4 separate regions of the Mus musculus genome follow, and all the other regions are linked to region 4. Evidence: chromatin contacts called from public HiChIP or PLAC-seq data. All regions are on one chromosome and are shown on one strand. The core of a region is the stretch at or near the end of the contact, and the rest is flanking DNA. Distances in the headings are between cores, read along the strand shown. Region 1 has its middle 350 kb from the start of Gm25833. Region 2 has its middle 330 kb from the start of Gm25833. Region 3 has its middle 290 kb from the start of Gm25833. Region 4 has its middle 30 kb from the start of Gm25833.

Region 1 (5,621 bases), core at 2,043-4,542, 380 kb after region 4:
AACACTTCCTTAATGGGTACCTCTCAAGCTTCTGAGTCACTGACACCTTCCTCTTTATCTTAAACTTTGATGTCAAATATAAGTAATACTAAGAAGCAGAGACATCACATGCACAATAACCTGTAGTTTCCAGAGTATTCATTTTCATCTGTTTCAGGCAACAAATCAATTTGTCTTACCCCATCTGTGTTTGTTCTATCATACTGCTTCCATAGTGGCCAACCAAGAGCAGATTTGTCTCCCTTCTCAATACTGTTTCTGCGTACATAATCTAGCCCTGATGTTTTCTACATGGCTCATATTATTGCTTTTGTTCACTATCCATTCTTAATACAAACAATTGTCTTTTGTGGTAGAGTTCTTCAAAGGAACAGTGTGCATTCATAACTTTGCACACACTGGGTTCCCTAAACCCATATACTCTGCCAGTTTTCTATGTCTTATACTTCTGAGAGAAATCTATTATCTATGTATGTCATTAGAGTATATGGCTTGAACAGAGGAGCAGAGAAGAATGTGACATCAAAGAGGATGCTTCTCTTCAGAAAATGCAGCAACCATGGGGTCTAGAGTATTTCCTCACATATAAATATAAGTATTTATTTGTTCTTGTGATTAAAAAGGGTGGACAGAAAAGATTATTGACTTGGTAGGGGGGTCACCTAACCATTCGTTGTATTCATGGAGTGTAAGGACAACATCTACAAAAGAACAGAAATATGTTGGTGGCCTGACAGAATATCTGATGATATATCTCTGAGTATACTTATATTTGAATATGTTTGTAAGTGATACGTAGGAGATGGTGACAACTGGATATTCGTTTACATGAAGGTATCGATGAAACAAGAAAATTGAGGAATTGAAATAAGAATAATGAATCTCACTATTAGAAAAGGGGACTATTTATTTGAAAAACTTAAGTAAATAATGTAGTTTGTGAATTAAATTGAAGAAATAAGATTAAACTGATGCCCTTGGTAGTAGAGATATGAATATGTGTTTCTGTGTGTAAACATAGATATAACCTGATAACTTCCCTGGGTGTAGAGGAATTTTTCACGTGTCAATGGAATTCATAATTTATAAATGAAACATTATTGAAAGGAATATTTGGATTACCAATAAATATTTATTTTAATTATAGCATTAAGAAAATACAGCATAGACCTACATTTTCCTTGAAAAATAACCTTAAAAGTTATCATTTAACGTTTTTTATTAGAAATTTTATTTACATTTCAAATGTTATCCTCTTCTCTAGTTTCCCCTCAGAAAATCACCCATTCCCCTCCCCGTCCCCATGCTCCCCAACCCACCCATTCTCACTTCCTAGCCCAGGCATTCCCCTATAGTGGGGCATAGAACCTTCACAGAACCAAGGACCTCTCCTCCCATTGATAACCAATGAGGCCATCCTCTGCTACATATGCAGCTAGAGCCACGAGTCCACCATGTGTTTTCTTTGATTGGTGGTTTAGTCCCAGGGATCTCTGGTGGTACTGGTAAGTTCATATTGTTGTTCCTCCTATGGGGATGCAAACACATTCAGCTCCTTGGGTACTTTCTCTAACTCCTTCATTGGGGAACCCATTGTATTTCTGTGTCTATTATGTACATTTTTACCATGTGAGGATGCTCTCATTCTGCTAATTGCTGCATTCGCAGGCCTTACTAAAGTGGCTCTTTAAAAATAGTGACCACGCAATAAATATATTTTTTCGTTATTAGTGAATAGTTTACCACCTAGATTCATTGAGTAACATGATACCCTTTGCCATGTTTTCATTTGAAATAGTAGTCTGAAATATTTAGGGACTAAAATCAATAGTAATAAAACAGAGGTTATTCACTCAAGTAAAAAGACAAATGCAATGATGCCTAAACTTCCATGCTCCATGCATTAGGATGTTATAGAAACTTTGTTGAATAATATGGTCCTGTTTTATCTATCATAGAAGAAGAAGAAGAAATAATTTCCATCCTGATCAATTTTCTAACAATTTGAATTAGAACTGCCATGGAATAGTTATTCCAACTGTGTTGGAAATTATTGAATGAACTACCTTCGTAGATCAATATAAACCTATATTCTAAATCGGGATGATACAAATAATCCAAGAACAAAACCAACAAGCTTACATTTTTAAGGTTGTCTTTGTATTTACTTATGTGTATGCCTGCATATTGAATTTGTATTAAATTAAGCTTAAAAGAAACAGGTGTGAGATGTCTCAGAACTGATGCTATTAGAGTTGGTTCTTAGCCACCAAATGTAAATACTGGGAACCAAATCTAGGTCCTCTGAATGGATATGTACTCTATTGATCATTGAATTATCTATCTTCTCAGTCCCAATAAATCTAAGTAGATGAGTAAATGTGTTTATTCTGGTTATTTACATAGTAGTTGAAATGCTACACTCCTGAAATTTACAAAAATGCCTCTCATTCTTCCTACCAAGGTTCTATTCTATATAATTGCTAGTCCACAGCAAAATCATGCAAACTTTGGCTTAGATTGCCATCTAGTAATGAAACAAGAGAAGTGCCAAAAGGCTCAGACAACCCAAGTCACAGACCACACCAGATCTATGGGAAGTTATATATTTGTGTTGACCCTATCTTTTCTCTTTTCCGGGATTTTTCGGTTTTGTAACATGCTACCACACTCTGTAAAATATAGCTTTGGTTTTCTGTACTCTGCCATGTACATTAGATTAATGGTGCCTTGCTATCTCTGACTAGGAATTGGAAGATAAGTTTCAATACCAGACAACTGAAACCAGTAGAGAAATATTCCAAACCAGAATTTAATAGCAATTTGTAGTACACGTCTTTAACAAGAATATGTGTAATCCAAATGAGATTAAATTTTAGATGGAAGCTTTTCAAAGCCCAGTATAAACAGCCAATTAATTGGATACTAGAATATAGTCTTATAAATTTTCACGTCTGTAACATCATAATTGTGCTATTTAACTAGGTATGATTATATATGAATGTATAATATTATATATGTGTATATGTAATACATGTGTGTGAAAACACAGTATTTATGTTTTCCTAGAATAAAAGTCTGTCTGCCCTTGGATAGTGGGATCACATTCTTTGGTATATTTAAAGGTATCCTCTGTGAGACGGATCCTCTAGAAGTCCTTTTTTCCTATTTTCCATATTCATGCTATATAAAGAGGAACAAAGAGCAGAGAGCTGAGATGAAGGAGTTCAGCTGCTCAGAAAATTTTACACCACACCAGGAAACCAGTCTACCCTCTAGGGAGCCAACAGTAGTAGCTAACATTAGTGTGGAATCCCCAGGGGACACTATGAAAAGCAGATTCAGTTAGAGATGAAAGTATAGTGGTTATTCAGAAGACACTTTCTGTTTTTAAATTCTTTTAAACAGTTTTATTGTTAGATGTGGTGAAATGCACTTTTTTCTAGAAAATATGGCAACAAGTTTATAACAGGCCATGAACTAAAACATGAAGTCTGATAAGAAGACTGAACACCAGCTGACTACAGCTACTGGGAATTGAGTGGGTTAATGAAAGCCTAGATTATCTTAGTGAAAAGACCTTAGAGTTATGAGAACAAAATAATAAGAAAAGTGTTTCAAAAGATCTGAGTAATAGAAGACACCAATAGAAATCCACTGACTTTATAGTTTTTTGAATAAATTAATCAGAAAACAAGGTGCGGTTTTTATTATCACAGTCTCATTGAACACAAATGCAGCCATTATTTGAGACCTTTGAATTGTATGATACAGGCATGAGAGAAGTCTTACATAATGAAAAGCTCAAATAGCTTCCTTCCTGTAGAACATGCTATTGTCCCAGTCAGAAGTTGCTTTACCTGTCTTAATTTTTTTCTTTTATTAATATTAATCATTCCACTTGTTTATATCTCAAGTGATATCTCTCTTCCCGGTTACCTCCTCCTTCAACCCCACCCCCTCCCACCCCATGATATCCTACTTACTGAATACCCCTCTGCCACCACCCCACCCCACATCTGAGCCCCCCTTCCATTTTGCCTGTATGGGAATGCTCCCCATACACCCATGCTCTTCCACCCAACCGCTCCAGTATCCCCTTACTCTGGGGTATCAAACCTCCCCAGGACCAAGGACCTCCCCTTCCATTGCTGTCTGGCAAGGCTATTCTCTGTGACATATGTATCTGGAGCCAAAGATCTCTTTAGGTACACTCCTTGGTTGGTGGTCTAGTTGTTGAGAGAACTGAGTGGTTAGGGCATCCTATGTTGTTTTTCCAATGGGGATGTAATGCCCCTCTGTTCCACCAGTCCTTCTGTCAGGTCCCCAACCAGGTTCTCTGAGTTCAGCCCTATGGTTGGCTGCAAGCATTCACCTCTGCATTAGTCAGCTGCTGGCTGAACCTCCCCAGTCTGCCATACTTGGTTCCTCTTGACCCCAGCATGAGTGTTGGATTTGGTATCTGCAGACATGATATATCCACCAGGTGGATCCATTCCTCAGTTGGCCCTTCCTTCAGTCTCTGTTCTATTTTTGTTGCTATTCTTCCTTTGGAGAGGAACATTTCTGGGGTGGGGTGGGGACAAAACAACAACAACCTTTTATTTATGTATCTACACTCCTGATTTTATTCTCCCCACCCACCCCAGTCCACCCTCCAACTGTTCCACCTCCCATACCTACTCCCCAAACCCTGTCTCCACTAGGATGTCCTCATCTTCCACCCCGCACCTCACCTGACCTCTAAACTCCCTGGTGCCTCCAGTCTCTTGAGGGTTATTAGGTGCATCTTCTCTGATTGAACACAGACCCCTCAGTCCTCTGTTGTATGTGTGTTGGGAGCCTCATATCAGCTGGTGTATGCTGCCTGTTTGATGGTCCAGTGTTTAAGAAACCTCTGGGGTCCAGATTAATTGGGACTGCTGGTCCTTCTATAGAGTTTCCCTCCTCCCAGCCTTTTCCTTTGGGCTGCTTCTCCCTCTGGTGTCCGACAAGGCCATCCTCTGCCACATATGCTGCAGGTCCCTCCATGTGTACTCTAGTTGATGGTCCAGTCCCCGGCAGCTCTGTAGGGTCTGGCCAGTTGAAACTGTTGCTCATCACATGGAGCTGTAAATCCTTTCAGCTCCTTCAGTCCCTTCTCCAACTCCTCCATCCTGGACTCTGCACTCAGTCCAATGGTTGGCTGCGAGCATCCACTTCTGTATTTGTCAGGCGTTGGCAGAGTCTCTCAGGAGACAGCTATATCAGCCTCCTGTCAGCAAGCACTTCCTGGCATATATCTGATTAATTCTCTCTCTCTCTCTCTCTCTCTCTCTCTCTCTCTCTCTCTCTCTCTCTTAATTTATAAATCACTCTACCACTCTTCTCATTTTTCTCAGTTCTTTATACATTTTTGCCAAATACATGATTTCATGATATCTACTTTGTTGGGCAGTGGGTGTGGGGGAAAGAGGGAGTAGGAGGAAACCTGCATCCAGCCAGAGTTCCAGGGTGGGCGAATTCGGAAGAACTACCATGCATGTGGCCCTGGGTGGGTGTCTGGCTGTGGGAAACAATTCAAAAAGTTCAGCAGGGTGTGGAGGAGTCCTAGGAACAGTTTCTCAGTCTTCAGTCTTTGA
Region 2 (5,849 bases), core at 2,132-4,631, 300 kb before region 4:
ATTCAAAGGAATGTCTAAGTTTTTCTATTGTTTGTACCTTAGAATAGGTTTTTCCAGCTCTCATCTTATCTAAGTATGCATTTTTCTCATCTCCCTTATAAAGGAATTAAAAAATTGCAGTGATTACCAAAAATATAATTATTTGTATGCTGATAATTGAAACAAAATTATGTGAGATTCAAATGCCCTCTGTTATTGTGTTTTTCTTTTTTAACAAAGAAAATATTTTCTTTGGCGACAAACCTTTATTATTTTCAAAGGAATTGCTTTTCTGTATGAATTTTAAGACCCAGTTTCTTCCAGCCTCTGCTGCCCCAATGATGATTTTGAGAATAATTATGTTTTAATAACAATCTAGGCCATACGCTTTGGCTCATTCTTAGACTAGCTCATAACTCATTTACCAATTTAAACTAGTCTATATCTACAATTTTGTCAGTTCCCCCTTTAGTCTTGACCAGCTTCATCCTTAGTGTCTTTCTAATCATCACCCCCCCAGCTTCTGTCTTGAATCTCTCTTGTAGTCTTTCATTATTTCCCAGAATCCTCTCTTCCTGCCAGTATCCTACCTCCTATTTCTTGCCTCAGGACATTGGACATAGACTTACTTAATTGACAAGTGTTGCTTAAGAGACTTTCTCTACACTAGGTATATGCAAATATTACAGGCTTGGCACAGCTAGTTGTTTTTCAAGTTTGGGTGGGCTCAATTCAGGGTGCCATATGTCTCATAATACCACAAATTGCCAGCTCCCTTTTAAAAGATTAAGTGACCATAGCTGTGTGGATTCATTTCTGGGTCTTCAATTCTATTCCATTGATTTACTTGCCTGTCATTGTACCAGTACCATGCAGTTTTTAATCACAATTGCTCCGTAGTACAGCTTAATGTCAGGCATGGTGATTCCACCAGAGGTTCTTTTATTGTTGAGAATAGTTTTTTGCTATCCTAGGTTTTTTATATTTCCAGTTGAATTTGCAAATTGTGCTTTCTATCTCAGTGAAGAATTGAGTTGGAATTTTGATGGGGATTGCATTGAATCTGTAGATTGCTTTCAGGAGTCAGTCTGGAGGTTCCTCAGAAATTTGGACATAATACTACTGAAAGATCCAGCAATACCACTCCTAGGCATATACCCTGAAGAAGTTCCAACTGGCAATAAGAACACCTGCTCCATTATGTTCATAGCAGCCTTATTTATAATAGCCAGAAGCTGGAAAGAGCCCAGATGTCCCTCAACAGAGGAATGGATACAGAAATTGTGGTACATTTGCACAATGGAGTACTACTCAGCAATTAAAAACACTGTATTTATGAATATCTTGGACAAATGGAGGTACCTGGAGGATATCATCCTTAGTGATGTAAACCAATCACAAAAGAAGTCATTAGATATGCACTCACTGATAAGTCGATATAAGTCCAAAAACAGAACTCTCAAGATACAATTTACAAAACACAAGAAAATCAAGAAGAGGGAAGACCAAAGGGTGGATACATCATTCCTCCTTAAAACAGGGAATAAAGTACCCACGTTAGGAGTTACAGAGACAAAGTTTGGAGGTAAGATGAAAGGATGGACTATCCAGAGACTAGCCCACCCGGAGATCCATCCTATAATCAGCCACCAAACTCAGATGCTATTGCACAATGCCATAAAGATTTTGCTGAAGGGACCCTGTTATAGCTGTCTTGTATGAGGCTATGCCAGTGCCTGGCAAATACAGAAGTGGATGCTCACAGTCATCTATAAGATGGAACACAGGGCCCCCAATGGAGAAGCTAGAGAAAGCACACAAGGAGATGAAGGGGTCTGCAACCCTATAGGTGGAACAACAATATGAACTAACCATTACCTCCAGAGCTTGTATCTCTAGCTGCATATGTAGCAGAAGATGACCTAGTCGGCCATCACTGGGAAGAGAGGCCCCTTGGTGTTGCATACTTTACATGCCCCAATACAGGGGAATGTCAGGGCCAAGAAGCAAGAGTGGGTGGGTAGGGCAGCAGGGCAGAGGGAAGGTATAAGGAACAACTACAACAACAAAACAAACAAACAAAATCAACAGAAGAAGAAGAGGAAGAAGAAGAAGAAGAAGAAGAAGAAGAAGAAGAAGAAGAAGAAGAAGAAGAAGGAAAGAAAGAAAGAAAGAAAGAAAGAAAGAAAGAAAGAAAGAAAGAAAGAAAGAAGAGAAAACAAGCTGTGCACTCATGTATGTATCAAGTACACTATGAAGAAGACTGCTAACTTTAGCATTTCACTAATGCTTGACTACTATGTTTAGATTAGTGTTTCCGGTAATATATGAAACTCAAACATGATTGTACTGGGACAGGAAGATCAGTACATTTTGACTGAAATTGTCATGTGCAGATGCGGTTTCAGGTGCAAGCATACAGGGCCCCTCACCTCACTCAGCTGGAATAATTCAGAAACAGTTTAAACTGCAATTCTAGTTTGGAAACATATAGACCAAAAGGACATGAAATCCATTTTTTATTCCACCTTACATTGTCCTTAATCTCATAGGATATTTACACAATTTTATGCTATTTTCAAAACAAGCTTTATATTTGGATGACTCAAAGTAATACAGCAGACAAAGTCCTATACTTCAAGGGTATGTTTAGTATGACATAATCTGACTTAATAACAATATAAATAATCATAAAGTCATTTTATTTTATGCTAATTGACTTAAATCTTAAATTTTTATTTGAATGATATATTTTCCCAGTGTTCATTGATTTTTGCCTTTTAATGAAGTTTGGCAAGAAACAAAAACCTGACATTTCCAATAGACATAGAAATTGCAAGGATTTATAGAGATTTTTCTTGGCGCTGCACTTTTACTCATAGCTAGTCCTATTTCTCATAGTATGAAATAGGAAAATATTTTAACCTTTCAGATTTAGTGTTTTGTGGACACACAATTATTTGTAAACATTTATACTCGGTTGTCAATTCCCTATGATATGATTTTAATTGGTTCAAATGAATTTTTCTTTATTATTTTCTGAAAGTTGGTATGGTCAATAGAAATCAATTTACAATTTATAATTGTAAATGCATCCTTGCCACTGAGTAGTGGCAACAATCTCCACCTCAAAGCAACATTAAATTGTAATATAGCACATATAATGAAGTTCAAGAGATGTTCAACAGTATTTTATTAAATACCTTTATATTAGATGATCCTGTCCCACTTTATATGAATGTAATTTTCTGAGACCCTTTCAGCTTAGGTTGTTTGATATAATATATTTGTCCAATGACGTTTTGGCTCATAATAATGATGAATTAAATTATTTTACTTGATGTATCCCCATTGCAATATAGTATCTGTGAAACATTACCCATCTCTCCAGCAGGGGGTAGTACAATCACACATTTATCTAGTCAAGGTAGCCATGCTTAGTCCTGAGACCTACTATAACAATGAGAATAATAGAAAGAGGCACCCAGTCTCTTGATCTACCAAGCCTCCACAATGTTTTCATGCATTTGCCCACTACTATTAAACTGCCCTGAGCACATTTATTTGACAGAGACTTTGAGAGCTGACGACCCAGAAAATTCAATATCTTCAGAGAGAGCAGACCGGCTTCTCAAGGATACTCCCATTTATAACAGAAAACTTCGGCTCAGGAGGATCAGAAGTCCAAGCCCCTCCTAAATATCAGCATGAGGCACAATGATAGATTTGTGATTGGTACTACAAAATGTATATTTATGTTTCTTTCTGATTTAGAAAGGGGGGTTTCTGCATGTGACATCTGTGGTAATATTCCTGAAAATAATTGAGTTACAGTTCCACATCACACACTGACATTCTTTTTTTTTTTTTTTGAGATGTTTTTGGGCCCAGAATTATTTAATTAGACTCAGATGGATTAGTTAACCCTTAGCTGAGCAGCTATCAGGACAATGGTATGGCAAATCTGGGACCTCAGGTTTTCCTATGTACATTCCAGTAATCTTCAGCTGAGCTTTATGGTGGGAATAAAAATCCCATATACTGTAGTACTTGTCATCCATGTAGACATCCATGTCTAATCTGATTTCCATTCTACACAGGTTTATCTGGTGCAATTCAAATAAAGACTGAATGTATGTGTTGGAAGTACTATATTATCTATTTCACTAACATTTCCAACTATTTTTAATACATCGTCATTAAAATCTACTCCAGCAGAATCAGTTCCCTCAGTGATGGGAGCCTCTAATTCACCATTCTTTCCACAGTGGGCAAGAAGTGCATCAATTAAGTTACATACCTGCCTAATATTTTCTAACTTCTTAGTAGGAAAAATTGGGTTGCATATATGTGTGTTCTTTACATATTCATGTGTGATAGATTATAGAACTTTCCTTAATGGTGCCTTTTATTCACAGGAAGATATAGTTTTGATTTAGTTCACTTGCTCTTGCTGAGCACAATACAATTTAAATTTAAATATCGTCTGGGCTCCACTTGGACAAAGACTCAACTCTGTACTTATTTTATCTCTCTATTGGGAGAAGCAGTAATGCATGTCTTCCTAGTCAAATTTCACCTTTCAACTGCCAATACCTGTTACAATAGGGACAAGAGATATTTATAGTTTCTGATCACTGTTATCCATCATAACACTGCCCCCTTCTGTGAGAGTGATCTTCGTGCATCATTTCATACTCAGATTTAGTCGGTGGAGACTAGAGGTCCTGAAAATTCTCCGTGTTGCAGATGGAGAAAAGCAAATTCTGGGAGTCTGGCCCTTCACAATGATCTTTCCTGGTGAGGTATATCCGCTCTCATGCCTGCTCTCTCTTCCTTTCATTGAGTAGAGTCAATCATAGAGCTTATGCAGCTGCTTCATGCATCCCTAATAATCTGGATTGATGGACAGTGCTGGTTAGCATCATAAAGAATTTCCAAATAAGGAAACCTGAAGTCTATGGGAAGAAATAATGTCAATAAATCTGTGAGAAAATATTTGGCATAATCAAGCTGACATCCAATAATTCCAGCCTATTCTAAAAGGATTAGTATAAGAAATTAAAAGACCAGCAAGATGTGACATTTCATTGGTTATTGACAAGTTTCCTTTGTCCATCTTTTCTAACTGCAATACTGTTAATGACATATATGTTTGTGTGTATATATATACATATATATATATATATAATGTATATATATATATATATATATATATATATATATATATATATATATATATATAGTGTATGTGCATGCATGCACAAATATGTTCCTGCGTGTTTCACCCCTTCATGTGCATATCCACAGCTTAAAGTTAAGACACTAGACCATATCACTCCTATATTTTAGTCTATGAAGAAACTGGTTGTGAACCAATGTCGTTTTGAGCTTCATATCTCCAAGGTTCTTGTGACTGCTATGGAAAAGATCTGGGGGCTTGTACTGACTCCACACTAAACAAATATAGACTTAATGTATGAGTTATCATTTTCCTTCAATATTCAATACATAGAACACATTCCAGATATCTATCCCAGTACATTAAAACTGGACAAGCCTTCTTATTCATAATGTGTTTTCCTCTGAATAATCTCACTATTTTACACAATTCTATGAATAGTACAATACAGATATCCTGGATGTTTGAACAGCAGTCAAAAAATTAAATAGCAGATGGAATGTAGGATTATTTGTTCTTAGATATTGAAATGTCCTGGGAAACTGGCTTGAGAGTTGTGTAAAGAAGAGCAAATTTAGCATGGACATAGATGGAGCCAATTCTTTCTAATGTATTATATTTTTACATTTGAAAACAATGATAGAATGTCATGAGACTGCAACTTCATGAAGGAGGTAAAGGGATAGAT
Region 3 (5,709 bases), core at 3,098-5,597, 320 kb after region 4:
AACTGGAATAAATTTTATGGTGCTAGAATATTGCAAAGAACACAGAATACATAATAGTTAAATGTACAAATGTCAGAGAACTTCATTTCTGAAGGCTATGTTAAAAGGGGACAGAGAGCAGGATCTATAATCTGAGACATCTAAGAAATACCGGGAAGAAGAGTGTAATTGCAAGCATGATATCTTGATGGGAAGTAAGAAAGTTCCATACTTAAGATGACTGTGATGGAACTATTTGTCCATATACTTGATAAATGTACAGACAAATGTAGCTGGTAACAGATACATATTTTCTCTATTATTGATAATTTTTCATTAAAAAAAAAACCTTTTTCCATGTTCCTCCCAAAAGTAGCACTGAATCTGTCCTAAAGTCAAGCAATTCTCTGTTTAATAAACCCATATCTCCCCCTCAAAAAAAGTGAATAAAATTTCATCAGATTTCTGGGATTGTATCTGAAAGATAGTCACTACTCTTAATGGAAAAAGAACCAAAAGTCATGTATAGAAAAGGGAATTACTAAAACTTCTATTCTTTTTTCTTGGAGGATTCCACATTGATATTCTTTGTGCCACAGAAAGGAACTTGTTTTCCAAATACTAACCTGTGTTGTTCTTGATATTTTGAGCCCTGCAGGACTCACAGATCTTTGCAGAATTATTGAGATGTGCATGAGAAATCCCACAGATGTGCCCATCCCTTCTCTACTCCTGCTGATACAAAGTAACACCCAAAATTCCTTAAGAGAATTACTACAGTTGATAAACAACTTTACCAATATGGCAAGATATAAAATCAATCCAAAAAATCAGTAGTCTTCCTGTATATATAAAAGATAAAGATGATAAGAAAGAAATTAGTGAAAAATCACCCTTCACAATAGCCACAAATACTAGAAAATATCTTTGTGTAACTCTTACCAAGCAAGTAAAAGATCTGTATAACAAGAACTTCAAATCTCAACAACAACAACAAAAAATTTAAGAAGGGCTTAGCATATGGAAAGAGCTCCTATGCTTAAGGATAGGTAGGATTAAAATATTGAAAATGGCCACCTTACCAAAAGCAATTTATATGTTCAACATAATCTACATCAAAATTCCAATACAATTATTAAAAGATATGGAAAGAGAAATTATGAAATTCACATGGAAAAATAAAAACAATCAAACAAACAGAATAGCCAAAACAATTCTCAATAATAAAATAACATTAAAAAAAATCACCATCCCTGACCTCAGGCTGTACTACAAAGCAGTAGTGATTAAAATGGCATGGTATTGGTACAGAGACAGTCAGGTCGATCAATGGAATAAAATTGAAGACTCAGCAGTAAACCCACACAGTTTGATCTTTGACAAAGAAGAATAAAATATGCAGTGGGAAAAAGAAACCATCTTCAATAAATGGTGCTGGTCTAACTGGTGGTCTGTATCTAGAAGAATGAAAATAGACCCATATTTGTCACCTTGTACAAAGCTCAAGTCCAAATGAATCAAAGACCTCAGCATAAAACCAGATACACTGGATCAAATAGAAGGGAAAGTGGGAAAGAGCCTTGAATTCATCGGCACAGGGGAACTTTCCTAAACAAAACTCCAATGGCTCATGCTCTAAGATCAAGAATTGATAAATGGGACCTCATGAAACTGGAAAGCAAAGGACATAGTCAATAAGACAAATCAGCAATCTACATATTGGGAAATAAAATCTTCACTAACCCCACATTTCACAGAGATTAATATCCAAAACACAAGAATTCAATCTCTATAAACCTAAATAACCGAATTAAAACATGGGTTACAGAGCTAAATAGAAAAGTCACAACAGAAGACTCTTGAATGGCTGAGAAGCACTTAAAGAAATGTTCAAAGACATTACTCATCAGAGAAATACAAATCAAAACAACTCTGAGATTCCACCCCTCACCAATCAGAATGGCTATGAAACCCACGTTACATCAAAAGCTGGTGAGGATCTAGAGAAAGAGGGACACTTCTCCATTTCTTATAAGATTGCAAACTGCTGTAACTACTTTGGAAATCAATCTGGCAATTCTTCAGAAAATTGGATATAGTTCTATCTGAAGACCCAGGTATACCATTCTTGGCCATATACCCAAAAGATTCCCCACTAAAACACAAGGACATGTGTTTCACCAGGTTCTAAGAAGCCTTATTTGTAATAACCAGAAGCTGGAAACAAAACAGATGTTCCTCAACCAACTATAGATACAGAAAATTAGCTATTTTTATACAATGGAATACTGTTCAGCTATTAAAAATGAGGACATCATGAATTGTGCAGGCAAATGAATAGAACTAGAAAATATTATCTTAAGTGAGGTAACCCAGATACAAAAAACCACACATGGTATGTACTTACTGATATGTGGATATTAGACCACTTATACTTCCTACAGATGGTAAGAAGTGTAGCAAACAGAACTGCTCAAGTGAGGAGGTTTCAACTCCACTAAGAGGGAAGGAAATATTCATGTAATGTGGAGGGAGGGAGGGAGGGACCCGGGAGCGAGAGGGGAGGGGGAGGTGAAAGGAGAATATATATAATATATATATGTATTTAAAACAAGAGTTGATATATATATATGTGTGTGTGTGTGTGTGTGTGTGTGTGTGTGTGTGTGTGTATATGTATATATAGTAGTAAAATATAACCTTAAATTTGTATCAAAATAAAATAATCTATACCAATATAAAATACTTGACTTTTTTGGCTGTCCTGGAACTCACTTCGTAGACCAGGCTGGCCTCGAACGCAGAAATCCGCCTGCCTCTGCCTCCCGAGTGCTGGGATTAAAGGTGTGCGCCACCACGCCCGCCCTGGTCTATCATACTTATATACTTCCTTTTCTCTTTTCATCACCTCTTTCCCAGTTTACCCCTAACAATAGACAAAGAAGTTTAGAGGAAAGAGAAAGGGATCCCTGAATCTAAGTGCCTTTAGTTCATTTCCTCTCTTACCAAGACCGTTAACAATGTGACCAACCCCAAACCCTTAAATGATGACAAACTTCCTTCACCCACCAAATGACGAAAAACCATCCAACACACATCTTGGAAATGGGGGCATTGTTCTTTTAAAATTTCTTCCTGCTATCTGAAGGGGACAGCATCTTTTAGGGCCTCTATGAAATTTCTGGTTTATAACCTGCTATTCCTGATTTATTGGCATCTGTATAAAAGGTAGGAGCTTTAGAAATTATTGTTGTTCATATTATATGAAGAAGAATCCAATTAGTTCTCTTTTTTTTAAATTCTTTAATCTTTTTTACAGTCCAATCCTTATCTACCTCCTAGTTCACCCTCTGACTGTTCCTCATCTCATCCTATATCTTCTCCTACCGCCCCCTGTCTCCAAGAGAATATCCTTACACCCCAACCCTCACCCCACCAGACTTCCCCATTTCCTAGGGCATCAAGTTTCTTGAGGGTAAAGTGCATCTTCTCTGACTGAATCCAGACCAGAGAGTCCTCAATGTATATGTGTTAGGATCCTCATATCAGCTGGTGTATGCTCCCTGGTTGGTGGTTAAGTGTGTGAGAGATCTCGAACGTCCAGGTGAGTTGAGACTTCTGGTCTTCCTATAGAGTCCTCCTCCTCCTCTGCTTCTTGCTTTGGGGGTATTTGTTGATAATTTCTCTCAAAAAATCATTGTGATGTCTTTGTTAATCTTAACTGATTACTCATGGGTTAATTTCATTATTAGTATATGGCATAATCTCTGCTGGGTCTGTTCCTAATAACTGATGTAAGTCTTTTTCTCCTTTTGACAATTAAATCAGAAAACTTTTCTATATGAGTTTTAAATATTTTATTGTTTATGTCTAATCTGTAATCAATTTTCTTCCTCCCTCCCTCCCCCCACTCTCTTTCTTTCTTTCTTTCTTTCTTTCTTTGTTTCTTTCTTTCTTTCTTTCTTCCTTCTTTCCTTCCTTCCTTCCTTCCTTCCTTCCTTCCTTCCTTTCTTTCTTTCTTTCTTTCTTTCTTTCTTTCTTTCTTTCTTTCTTTCTTTCTTTCTTTTCCTTTGGCAAGGAATGATTTTTTATTGGGACAGAGATATCCCAAGGTAATTAGGCTTAGGCTCTGGACCTGCAAATTTCATTATGTGATTTTTTTTATTAGATGTATTCTTTACTTAAATTGCAAATGTTATCCCCTTTCTTCATTTCCACTCCAAATGCCCCCATCCTAACCCACCTTCCCTTGCTTACTAACCCACCCACTCCTGCTTCCCTGTTCTGGCATTCCCATATGCTGGAGCATAGAGCCTTCAAAAGACCAACTTCCTCTCCTCTCATTGATGTCCCACAAGGCCATCCTCTGCTATGTATGAGGCTGGAAACATGGGTTCCTCTTTTTGCATCCTTTGATCAGTGGTTTTGTCCCTGAGAGCTATGGGGGTACTGGTTGTTTCATATTGTTGTTCTTCCTATGAGGCTGCAAACCCCTTCAGCACTTTGTGTCCATTTTCTAACTCTTCATTGGGAACCCTGTACTCAGTCTAGTGGATGGTTGTGAGCATCCACTTCTGTAGTTGTCAGACACTGGCAGAGCCTCTCATCTATACAAGCTGCTTGATTTCTGTTAAATGACTTAAGTTTTGATTAGCTGTTTGTCCTACCAGGGTTTAATTTTTCAAGTTGCTTTCCATAACACTTTTTCTGTGGTTGACATTAAACAAATTCCTCACATTGTTTCTTTGTCAGGCCTTGAGCAAGGCCTCTTAGTTTTCCAACATTAAAGAATGTTCACAAATATCTGTGGAGGACATTCATAGGTCCTCTGTCTGTTCCTTTCACATTGTCTACATATCATAGGAAACTTTCTCCCTGAATCATTAGAGAAAAAAAAATCTGTATTAACTGTTTCTCTTTGGTCCTTTATGGATTGTCCTGATCTTTCACAGCTGTAGCAATAGGCAATTTTAGGTTTTATATCTTTTGTAATTGTCCACCCATAACTGAATTGTGAGCATTAGATTCAATATCCACAATAGTTTTAATTCATAAAACTATTAAATAGGTACAAATGTGGCTCTTAAAAGTCTCATAGCTTTTTGCATTTAGCATTAGCATTTTCAAAACCTAAAGATACAATTGAACTTTCTCTAAAAGTTGGATATAATATTGTTCCATTTAGAACTGTAGTTGATACTTGTTAAAACTCGGTGAAAGACTCATATGAACCCTGGAATGTCTTTATTAATGATTCGGACCTTCCCTGTTGTTCATCCTTGTCTCAAGTATTTAAAGCTATTATATAACAGTGTTCTAAGATGGCATCATCAAGCATTATCTGTACTCTTAACTCAGAAAATTGATTTCACTAGTAATTGGTCCTTGACAATATCAATGCCTCCAGTTCTATTTTATTGTTCCACAATGAAATCTCATCTTTCCATCATGTTAGCCATTGTAGTTGAGGGCCAGGTTCTAATATGGCTGATATAAAATCTCTCCAATCTTTTGGACTTACATGATTTTGGGTAGCCCAGTTATGAATGGAAGCCATATGTTGTTTTGCTTAATTAAATTTCTTTCAGTCTGATGCCTCTAAGGACCTCTATTCAAATTCTTGATAACCTTGTGTACTCTGATAATCTAGGGCTAATTCCCCATTATTATAGCTAGAAAAAAATCATTTTAGTTTTTTAATGGATTTAGACTGCAGTTTTGCAGTCTTAT
Region 4 (5,689 bases), core at 2,932-5,431:
GGCCACCAACAGATTGGGAAAGGATCTTTACCTATCCTAAATCAGATAAGGGACTAATATCCAATATATATAAAGAACTCAGGAAGCTGGACTCCAGAAAATCAAATAACCCCATTAAAAATTGGGGCTCAGAGCTAAACAATGAATTCTCACCTGCGGAATACCGAATGGTTGAGATGCACCTGAAAAAATGTTCAGTATCATTAATCATCAGGGAAATGCAAATCAAAACAACACTGAGATTCCATCTCATACCAGTCAGAATGGCTAAGATCAAAAATTCAGGTGACAGCAGATGCTGACAAGGATGTGGAAAAAGAGGAGCATTCCTCCATTGTTGGTGGGATTGCAAGCTTGTACAACCACTCTGGAGAACAGTCTGGCAGTTCCTCAGAAAACTGGAGGATCCTGCAATACATCTCTTGGGCATAAATCCAGAAGATGTTCCAACTAGTATAAAGACACATGATCCACTATGTTCATAGCAGCCTTAATTATAATAGCCAGAAGCTGGAAAGAACCCAGATGCCCCTCAACAGAGGAATGGATACAAAATATATGGTTCATATACACAATGGAGTACTACTCAGCTATTAAAAAGAATGAATTTATGAAATTCCTAGGCAAATGGTTGGACCTGGAGGGCATTATCCTGACCCAATCACAAAAGAACTCAAATGGTATTTACTCACTCTTAAGTGGATATTAGCCAAGAAATTTAGAATACCCAAGATACAAGATACAATTATGAAACACATGAAACTCAAGAATAACAAAGACCAAAGTGTGGACACTTTGCACCTTCTTAGAATTGAGAACAAAACACCCATCGAAGGAGTTACAGAGACAAAGTTTGGAGCAGAGATAAAAGGATGGACCATCTAGAGACTGCCATATCCAGGGATCCATCCCAAAATCAGCCTCCAAACGCTGACACCACTGCATACACTAGCAAGATTTTGCTGAAAGGACCCTGATATAGCTGTCTCTTTGGAGACTATGCTGGGGCCTAGCAAACACAGAAGTGGATGCTCACAGTCAGCTATCAGATGGATCACAGAGCCCCCAATGGGGGAGCTAGAGAAAGTACCCAAGGAGCTAAAAGGATCTGCAACCCTATAGGTGGAACAACAATATGAACTAACCAGTACCCTGGAGCTCTTGTCTCTAGCTGCATATGTATCAAAAGATGGCCTAGTAGGCCATCAGTGGAAAGAGGGGCCCATTAGCTGTGCAAACTTTATATGTCTCAGTACAGGGGAACGTCAGGGCCAAAAAGTGGTAGTGGGTGGGGAGGGGAGTCGGGGGGAGGATATGGGGGACTTTTGGGATAGCATTGGAAATGTCAATGAGGAAAATACCTAAAAAAATATTTTTAAAAAAATTGTTTGTAAAAAGAAACACCGCAAATGAAATAACCATGGAGAAAGTAACAGCAAAGATTGATCATGAAGTTTGTGTGATCAATAAGTGCATTCCTCTCTCATAATTTCCTCTTCCAGTGGTGATGCTTTAATGACTCAAATACCTTCTCCTTGCCTGTCAGCCTTGGAGATCAAGCTGCTCTTTCTTTCAGGTCTAATCAGAGACTCCTCTATACTGTTCGATACACCTATTTTCATTGTTACCTGAAGAAGCCATGCTAGTCTTTACAGCTCCAGAACTACAAGGGTTTCAACCTATTTTCTGAGGTCCCACACACATTCAGTGGCAGTGGGCCAGGTACAGATTTCACATTCAAGATCAGCAGAGTGCATCCTGAGGATCTGTTAGCATATTACAGGATGCAACATATTTGTGTTGCTCCCAGTGTGATGCAGAACCTAAGAACAACATATTTCCTTAATATGGTCCAGGTGTCAAATAACTTAGTTCTTTGTGAGAAAGAGGTACTGAGAAACCTTTGGTGACTCATTGCAGTTGAGCGCTTTGGAGTATGAGCTCATTGTCTACAGTCTAAGTGTCATGCATTTATTACCTCATCAGCTATAATGACAATGATATTCCATCTGCCTCAGGAGAATAGTGAACAGGTCCCTCTCAACAACCAGCAATGATGGGGATGAAGCTGAGTGAAAACCCATTCTGAACCTACAGGCCTTGTCTGCCTTTGTCATTCAGTGTAAAATAAAGAAGACAAGAAAATTAAGATCCATTCCTTCATTAAACTGTGACCTTTAAAAAATAATTTCATTAATGACTACATTTTATGCTTTTAACTTAAATTCCATTTTGTTTATATAAATATTGCAGGTCCTATATCCCTTTGTTTTCTGTTTGTGTAAAGTATGACTTCATAACATTCAGAGTATGTCTTAACTTCACAAGAAGTATTTTTTTTCCTGACAAAAAGCTGGTTTCTTTTTTCTCTAGCCTTTTCAAACAATATTGACTGCATGTTTTATTCCAAGGACATAACACAGTAATTATCCTATTATTTTCATGTTAGCATTTTCCGTTTGTTTTGAGTAATTTTTCCTATGTCCCCATTTGTTTAAGGTTTGGTGTTTTTATATAATCATAATATTTTACTTTTCCTTCACTTTTATAAATATTAGTTAATTTAATTCAAACTTATTTTCAAATTAAATTTCCTCTAAATTCAGAGTGGTTTGTTTCCTCTCATTTTTGAACTTTTCTGGTAAGTTTTTGTTTTGAAGGGAAATTTTGCTGTTTTTTCTTGTTAGAACTTTGGCTATATTATCCAATTCTCTCCTCATTGTTAGCTTTTAGAGAAAGAAATTACTCCCATTGCCTTTCAGTCCACCTGCACCTATGGCAGATCAGTGTGCTGGCTCTCCCAAGCCTGCAGCCCTGCCTATCTCCAAAGAGAACTGCTCTAACCAGGGAAACAGAAGGCCTGGTCTAACTAGGGACCTTGAAGGCCTGCTCTCACCTGGGACATAGGAGGCCAGCCCTAACAGGGAACAGCACTGCCTGCCTCCCAGGAGGCCTGCTCTAACCCATGTCACACATCTCAATCTGCCTCCAAGGAGATCTGCTCCAGACCAAGACTCCGAGGCACGTAACAGACAGTGAAACATATGTAACAGACAGTGAAAGACAAGTTGAATAACATAAAGAACGGAAGCTAATGTAATTTAAGCACCATCAGAATCCAGTTCTTCTACCACACCAAGCCCTGAGTACCCTAATACTCCAGAAGAGCAATATTCTGACATAAAATTCCAAGTGTCAAAGATGATACAGGCCTTTAAAGAGGATAACAGTAACTTCCTTAAAAAAATACACAAAAAGACAGGGAAATGGGAGGAAGCCCTTAAAGAGGAAAAGAATAAAACCCTTAAAGGAAAATTCCATCAAACAGGTGAAGAAACTGAACAAAAATTTCCAAGATCTAAAAATAGAAATCAAAACAATAAAGAAATCACAAATGGTGGCAACTATGGAGATGGGAAATCTAGGAAAGAGATCAGGAGCTACAGATGTAAGCATCATGAACAGAATAAAAGAGATGAAAAAGAGGATCTCATTTATAGAAAAAATATCAACACATCAGTCAAAAAAAAAAAAAAAAAAAAACCAAAGTATAAAACGTTCCTAACCCAGAACAGCTAGAAGAGGGTGAAGATTCTCAGTTCAAAGCTAGAAACCATCTTCAAAAATCTCATAGAAGCAAACTTCCCTAACTTAAAAAAAAAAAAGATGGCTATAAATGTACAAGAAGCACACAGAACACCAAATAGACTGTGCTAGTAAATAAAGTACTTTCACCATGTAATAATCAAAACACTGGATGACAGAACAAAGAGAGAGTATTAAAAGCTGTCCAGGAAAATGCCAATTAACATGATTGCAGATATATGGGAATAACACCAGACTTCTCAACAAAGACTCTAAAAGGCAGAAGATACAGAGCAGATGTCTTACAGATACAAATATATCACCTAAGCCAGCTGAGATTACCCATCAAAAATGTCAATCACCATAAATGAAGAAACCAAGATATTTCATGTTAAAACCATATCTAACCAATCTAAATCTAAAATAGCCTTACTATTTTGTGCCATTTAAATAATGTCATGATTATATTTCTTCAGGTATCCTGTGTTTGGGTCTTAGGTATACACATTTTCAGTGTGACTCTTCTGATAAGCCCAAGTTGCCTTGCAATCATTCCATTCCTCAATTCTTCAAAATGTGCTAGAGTTTACCTGAAATTCCTCCAGTAGAGGGAGGTATAGCTCTTGCTTTCTTACTAAAGAGATTACAAGTCAGTCACTGTTTCCATAGGCCTTTTAATTTTTCTATTTTCTTTTCCCCATTTTTATTAGGTATTTAGCTCATTTACATTTCCAATGCTATACCAAAAGTCCCCCATACCCACCCACCCCCACTCCCCTACCCACCCACTCCCCCTTTTTGGCCCTGGCGTTCCCCTGTACTGGGGCATATAAAGTTTGCAAGTCCAATGGGCCTTTCTTTGCAGTGATGGCCGACTCATGTATACATGTATAGGACATTGTCAAAATTTTATAGGCAGGAAATTCTGCACCTTGCTCACAACCTTCTCGTGGGTTGATATCTTTTATAATAATATAAACAAGTAAATTGGAAGAATTTTCATATTTTTTCATATATTTGCCTCGGGGTACGTTGTGGGTGTATGTGTTGTCTCTAAGTATGCTGGCCATGTAATTAGTCTGTGTTTTCAGAACCATAATCCTTTTTTTTTTGTTTTTGTTTTTTTCAAGACAGGGTTTCTCTGTGTAGCCATGGCTGTCTTGGAACTCACTCTGTAGACCAGGCTGGCCTCGAACTCAGAAATTTGCCTGCCTTTGCCTCCCAAGTGCTGAGATTAAAGGCATGCACCACCATGCCCAGCCTGTATTCAACTGCACTGCTATGACAAAACTCACTGGTGTCACCACCACTTCCCCAACTCATAGCAAGCACTATAGAAAATTCCTCACACAATATGCAAAATTTACTATTGGCCTATTTTACTCTGTAGCAGTTCCCAAGGTGTGTGCACGAAGAATTTGTTTTTCTTTGCTTACAAGTAGAAATACAAGTAGAAATTCTTGGTATTGAAATGCAAGTTCTCCCTATTACTAGAAGAGGAATATTTAAGCACTTAGTTCTAGCTACTTCTGGAAGAACTCTTATCAAGCTTTTTTTTTTTTTTTTTTACTAGTTTCAGTGTGAAAGTAAATTTTCATTTCTCTGAAAAGTTACCCAAGACTTTATTTTAAGACTTCAATTTAATAATTCTTCTTTTAGTGGCAGAACCATTTATAAATACACTTTTATTGTTTTCATTCTATAGTTCCATTAAAAACATCTGATTATCAACTTCTCTTAGATCCTTCCAATCAGGATGCTAATGCTATATTTTAAATTGTGCCAGTCCCTATATAGATTTAAAAAGACTTTCTATACCAAATTATGATGTTTAACTTTTTTAAAAAATCTGTTTCTTCTTTTTATCTTATTCAGGGAATTATCCATGCCTATATTTTTCCATGTTCAGATTAGACTGTTTATATTGTTAATGTGATTTTATTGATTTTGAGTTTTATTTTTCTTTTTAAATTTAAATGAAAGACCCTATTTGGATTCACAATCTCTGCATTGTATTTTAGGTTGGAATCCATCATTATATCTACCTGCTATATTCTAATTTGACTCAATTTTTTGAGGTCCAAACAATTAACATTTCCTCTTA

Evidence for each region. HiChIP or PLAC-seq counts read pairs in DNA pulled down with a chosen protein or histone mark.
Region 1: a RAD21 HiChIP or PLAC-seq map of pro-B cells shows a contact between it and region 4, with 4 times the contacts expected there. The contact joins two enhancer-like sites. A contact is called at or near these places in 2 of 15 datasets of contacts at CTCF or cohesin (large pre-B cells and pro-B cells) and 1 of 115 datasets of contacts at active chromatin or transcription factors (large pre-B cells).
Region 2: a contact with region 4 is called in a RAD21 HiChIP or PLAC-seq map of pro-B cells, with 4 times the contacts expected there. The contact joins two enhancer-like sites. A contact is called at or near these places in 2 of 15 datasets of contacts at CTCF or cohesin (large pre-B cells and pro-B cells) and 1 of 115 datasets of contacts at active chromatin or transcription factors (large pre-B cells).
Region 3: a contact with region 4 is called in a CTCF HiChIP or PLAC-seq map of pro-B cells, with 3 times the contacts expected there. The contact joins two enhancer-like sites. A contact is called at or near these places in 1 of 15 datasets of contacts at CTCF or cohesin (pro-B cells) and 1 of 484 Hi-C or Micro-C datasets (large pre-B cells).

What each region holds. Positions count from the first base shown.
Region 1 is chr6:68,881,054-68,886,674 of GRCm38.p6, forward strand. It overlaps Igk. Among named protein-coding and RNA genes, the nearest start is that of Gm25833, 350 kb to the left of the region's middle. Within about 2 kb of position 3,293, at least 14 of the 459 cell types and tissues checked have an H3K27ac peak or open chromatin away from gene starts, as enhancers often do. A contact at or near this core is called in pro-B cells, where this site is marked.
Region 2 is chr6:68,198,265-68,204,113 of GRCm38.p6, forward strand. It overlaps Igk. Among named protein-coding and RNA genes, the nearest start is that of Gm25833, 330 kb to the right of the region's middle. Within about 2 kb of position 3,382, at least 3 of the 459 cell types and tissues checked have an H3K27ac peak or open chromatin away from gene starts, as enhancers often do. A contact at or near this core is called in pro-B cells, where this site is marked.
Region 3 is chr6:68,822,949-68,828,657 of GRCm38.p6, forward strand. It overlaps Igk. Among named protein-coding and RNA genes, the nearest start is that of Gm25833, 290 kb to the left of the region's middle. Within about 2 kb of position 4,348, at least 1 of the 459 cell types and tissues checked has an H3K27ac peak or open chromatin away from gene starts, as enhancers often do. A contact at or near this core is called in pro-B cells, where this site is marked.
Region 4 is chr6:68,499,955-68,505,643 of GRCm38.p6, forward strand. It overlaps Igk. Among named protein-coding and RNA genes, the nearest start is that of Gm25833, 30 kb to the right of the region's middle. Within about 2 kb of position 4,182, at least 1 of the 459 cell types and tissues checked has an H3K27ac peak or open chromatin away from gene starts, as enhancers often do. A contact at or near this core is called in pro-B cells, where this site is marked.